Linked DNA regions of Gossypium hirsutum: region 1 is linked to region 2. A link is a contact called in public Hi-C data. All regions are on one chromosome and are shown on one strand. Each heading gives the region's core, a stretch centred on a gene start, on an enhancer-like site or on the middle of the called end of the contact. The rest is flanking DNA. Distances are from core to core; before and after follow the strand shown.

Region 1 (2,700 bases), core at 173-2,672, 760 kb after region 2:
TTCTATTAAAAATTTCATCCATTTGTATTGTAAAAAATTGATGTGATTGACAAAATAATCAAAAAGTGACATGTAGTGTGCCATGTGTACCTCATGTTGGCATATAGGGACTAGCTTTTAACAATAAGATGGATGTAATTTTTAACAGAAGGACCAATTTACTTTTTTTATCTAATATACAAGACTATTTTACCCTTTTTTGAATAAAAGAGATAAAATGTAATAAAACTCTTAATACAAAAACCTTCATAATAATTTTACCATGTAAATTTCAACCATCACTAATGTGTGATAAAGTTAATATTACATTTTTGCTTTGTGCATAGGGGTGTACGTAAAGGTCATCCTTCCAGTCAAAATGAAAAAAAAATTGAGATAATTGCAATTGACTAGTTTAATCTGTAAATCAAATTTGATATTAAATTTTACAAAATTGAGTTGAATAAAAAAGTTTAAGTCTATTCGAAGATTTAATGATATTTAAGTATGATGAAGCATGTTGTATAAAATGTTACATGACTTAAAGTTCATTAACACTTGAAAATGACAAAAAAAAAAGAAGAAAAAAACTAATTACACAACATAAATGAAAATCATTTGATAAAAAGTAAAAAACCTACATGATTTGGGGATCCACTTAAAAAAGTTTCATTATAATCACAACATCACGACCTTTAGCTATCTTAATAATAAGTAAATGACTACTTTTAGCCATCAACGAAGTAATTTAAAAATATTTAGAGAGATTTTATAAATTTCAAAATTTAAAAAAAAATTGGTTAGGCTATAGATAAAAAAGCTGTACAGGCTAAATGAATAATAGGAAGGTTCGAAACCAATATTTTGAAGCCCTTTAGTTATTTTCTTTCAAGAATTGATAAAATTAAATTATATTATTTATATTATTCAAAACCTTAAATAATTCATATTTAAGACCTCAATGTTAAACTTATTTTTTAAAGAAAATATAATAAATTATCTAATATTTTGTTTGATTGTATATCCCATAATTTATAATTTCAATAGCTAGATTTCAGATTATTTATAATTTGTAATTTTTATGAATCCTAACTTTTTAAAATATATTTGCAAACACATAATATTATTTAAATCTAAAAGGTTAAAAATATATATTTTTTCAAATTAAAATTAAAATAAAACTTTATCAGTAATATTAAAACTAAATAATTTAAAAAAATTAAAATAAAAATTCTCTATACATTTTAAAATACAATATTAGAATATTTTATCACAAGTTTTATTCATTTTAAAAGGTTGTTTAATTATTGTTTATAAATTTTTTAATAAAATATTTTAAACAATTAAATAAAAAATAACTTATCGAAATTTAAATAATTTACCTAAGTTTAAAGTAATGTTATTGATTATGAAATATTTTTAATTATTATAGTTCCTTGATCAACCAGTCCAAAAAGTCTACCCTCAAAGAAATTTTAAAAAATATTAATGGGCTTAGCTGGACATATATCACCCTTTTTCTATCAGCTAATATAATCCTTTCCAATGCCAAAACAGTAATGCGACCGTTAACTCACTGACTCAGTTCACTCGTTATGGCTTCATTTCTCAAGCCATCACCGTCCAACTTTCACCTTACCTTTATCCCTATCTCTTTTTCTTCCTCCTCTGTTATCTTATCTTCTCCGTTGTACCAAACAACGTCGCTCCGCGTTCGTTTTTGCGCGCTGACGACCGACCCCGACGGCGGGAGAACCGCGAGCCAGGAATCTTCCGGCGCTGATTTGTTAAGGAAGCCGAGTATAGTTCCAGATGAGGAAAGTGGCGGAATTTCGGAGGAAGAGGATGGTAGTAAGGAAAAAGGAAATAGAGGTGAATGGATTGATTGGGAAGACAGGATTTTACGGGACACTGTTCCTCTCGTTGGTTTCGTTAGAATGATTCTTCATTCTGGAAAGTAAGTAATTCAATTTGTTGCCTTTTTAAAAAAGAAATTATCTAATTATATAATACTTCCTTTTATTGTAAATTTGTAAATTTATTGCAGGTATGGAAGTGGAGATAGATTGAGTCCAGAGCACGAAAAGAGTATTCTGGAGAGGTTGCTTCCTTACCATCCAGAGTCTGAGAAGAAAATCGGATGTGGAATTGATTACATTACTGTATGTTTCTGTACCTTATCTGCATTTTGCCCACTGGAATTTATAAATAATTAGAAGCTTGAATTTAACAATTTAAATAAATTATACTAATATTTCTTTTTAGGATTTTCAGAATTTTTTTCCGATTTAATTAGTTGCATAATTTAGTGTAAGTTCTAACGTGACCTTTTTTCCCCCCTGAAAGGACTAGACGAAATCAAGTTGCATCAATATAAATTTAAATACTAAAATTCGGGCTCAAATCTAGTCATGCAGTAAAACTGAAGGAGTGAAGGGACAGGCTTTTAGAAATGCGGGTGAGAGTCCCCTACCTAGTAGAAGAAGTTGCTGCCTTGTAGGATTTCAATTTAGGCTGGAGATATTTGGCAGGTTTGGAGTCTGTACTGATGGCAATATTCCCCATTCCACCCCCATCGCCGTCCTGTTTCCCCTTTTGTCTTGTTAGCTCATTGCTATAGTGGAAGCAAAATAGGCTGCAATTGTACTTGCTCAAAGCTTTTTGTATTATGTGAGGGTTAGAGCTGACATTCTGTTTTTGTATTATGTAATGTTGTTTTAC
Region 2 (2,700 bases), core at 198-2,697:
GGCAACCTTCTCCACAGCACTGCATTTCCAACCCCTAGAACTTCCATTGAACACATAAGGAACCGGCGAGACAGAGGAAGTATCTGCACTACTCTTCCCTATCCCATCTGATGAGAAGTGGTTAGCAGGTGATCCAGTTGCAACACTGACTGGCCCTCCTAAACCAATCATCCCCATCTTTCCACCCTGAATAAGACCATTAGGTGGTCCCTGATCCCCCATCCCAGTAATTCCCCCTCTATTTCCAGGACTCCCCAACTGACCACCACTTTGTAAAGGCATCTGAAATCCAAATCCTACAGCAGGTTGCCTAGGAAAAATTGGTTGTTGCTGCAGATGCTGAGGTAACTGGTGCTGGTTTGATTTAACCCCATTAACATTCAAAGGCAAATTAGAAGCCTGAAAACCAACTTCAGAAAGCCTATTTCCCATGAAATTTGGAGTTCTACCACCTTGTTGAAATCCATCAAAGAACCCTCCATTAACATTATTATCCTTCCCAGCAAATTGGGTGCCCTCTCTTACCACACCAGCCTTCACCAAGAACTCTTCCAAAGTCATCTCCCCTAATGTTTGCTGCCTTTGGGGCACATGATTTGTCCCTGCCGCAGTTCCAATCCCATCTTTCCCTATTGAATACTCCTTTGAAATATCTTTCCAAACCTCATCAACAGTCTTCTGGCTTAGCGTCCTTGGCAAAGTCAAAGACCCTTGCCTTTGTAGCCCTCCATATGCGTCCAGGCCACCACTGTAAGAAGCCATTGTTTGAGTTTCTTCAGCACTCCAAATGTTCTTCAACAACTCATCCATGTTCATAGACCCAAAATATTTGCCTATTCCACCCATAGAGCTTTGAAACTCATCAAAGGTTAGAGAATAGATCGATGGCTGTCTACTTAACAGAGTATTCCCACCGCCGTCAGCTGGTAGTGGTTGGTTACTTCCAAAGTTCTTCAACTTCATGTTAGCCGCCATTCAAATCTGGATAAAACAGTGTTAACAAATTTGGCCCCAAAATTAAAGCTTTCTATGTTTTTTTTTCCAAAATTTGGGACTTTCAGGTTTTCTATAAAAACCCTTTCAATCAAGATCAGAAAAACTAAGAAGAAAAATCAAAACATAAACATAAAAATGGAATGTGAAAAACATAAACTTTTTCTTTGGTTAAGAAAAAAACCACCCAAATCCCAAACACACAAACACAATAAACACGGCAAATTAGTTTATTAATTCTCCAAAAACAACACATAAACGACAGCAGAGAGCAGTATGGGCAAGAACTAGACAATTTTTTAAGCAAGAGCTAGAGAGATAAAATAAAAGGTTTTTAACCTTTTCGGGACAGCGTTTAGTTTGAATTCTTCTTTCTTCTGGCAACTTAGGGGACTTCGAGCAAGCGCCAAGTGTGCCTTTGTCCCTTTATTTTTTAGTTAAGACATTAAATAAATAGAGAGTATTTTTTACAGTGAGCTTGATTTTTTAATAATTTTGGTGGGCCAGCTGGAGTGGGGAAATGTGGACCAAAGAGAAAGGGTTGGCTGCGGTGATGTGAGATTTGGACCGTCCACGTTGAGTGTAGGGAACGGTAGTGATTGTTTGAATTTTATTGGTTTGGAATTTTTAGTGGCTTCGTTGGTTAGAATAGCGTCATAGCGCCAAATAGATAAATGCTGAAGAGAGTGAATTAGGGGCATTTTGGTCTAAAGCATAATCTTTGTTTCACATTTATACGTTTTTCATACAACCTGATAAAAGGCCAATGATCTTGGATAATTATATGCCTGCGGCTCAGACCTACTATTCTACTTTTGTGCGGGTTTCGTTTTGACAAAGATGCCCTTAATCCTTTTTCTTATTTATTTAAACTACATTAAGATGACCTTGTTAGTAATTTTTCTATTAATCATTGAATTATAAAATAATTAATAACGCTATTGAAGCATTTTGATCATCCGTTCGGCCGGGCGGAAAAAATAGCTTAATTTTTTATTCAATTTCGACTTGTATAAAAATGTTAAAATTTAGACCCGGCATGTTTGTGTTAATTTTTTTAATTTAAAAAATATAATATATCAAATATACTAAAAAATATTAAAATAAATATTTCCCAACAAATTAAAAATAAATTAAAAAAGTCTTTATATTTAAATAACACTGAGATAAGTGCAACTTAATAAGCAAATATATCTAAAATAATAGTAAAATTAATAATAAAACAAGTGTTATATAATATTCAAATATTAAGAACAAAATAGTAGTAACATAATAGTGAAATCATAGTAAAACAATGGCAATAAGTGAGAAAACGATGACAAAATATGAAAAAACAGCAAAAAATTTTTATTACAAATTTGCATCAAGTTGGGCTTGAGCTAAAAAAATTTTATCCAAAACTTAAACTATTTTCTAAACGGATCTTATTTTTTTCTCAAATCTACTTTTTAAATATATATTTTTATTTAAATTCTCTTATTTTTTAAACAGAACTTTAAACCCAATAAGTCACCCGGTCATGAACAATTTTATATGGGACATTATTTTTTTGGTTTAAATTTAAGGTATTCCCAAGTCATATTAGACTTTAGACAAATTCCCATCGGGCTAAGAGTGTGAAAGGTAAATCCTTTCTAGTAAATGTGTTTCTCAAATTTTAAATGTGTTTTCTCATCACTTCAACTAATAACTTATTAGTAACCACGT

The links. A called contact is a pair of places that touch in the nucleus more often than the background predicts.
Region 1: a Hi-C map of leaf shows a contact between it and region 2, with 2.3 times the contacts expected there. The contact joins the promoter of LOC107923113 here to the promoter of LOC107952130 in region 2. A contact is called at or near these places in 2 of 34 Hi-C or Micro-C datasets (both in leaf).

Annotation. Positions count from the first base shown.
Region 1 is chrA03:33,034,124-33,036,823 of Gossypium_hirsutum_v2.1, forward strand. LOC107923113 (protein DCL homolog, chloroplastic) reads left to right here and starts at 1,423. Exons shown (of 3, transcript XM_016853326.2): 1 at 1,423-1,936; 2 at 2,027-2,141; 3 at 2,397-2,700. The coding sequence starts at 1,575. The coding sequence ends at 2,399.
Region 2 is chrA03:32,275,000-32,277,699 of Gossypium_hirsutum_v2.1, forward strand. It overlaps LOC107952130 (ABSCISIC ACID-INSENSITIVE 5-like protein 5), which reads right to left and starts at 1,448. Exons shown (of 4, transcript XM_016887409.2): 1 at 1,333-1,448; 2 at 1-981. The coding sequence starts at 975.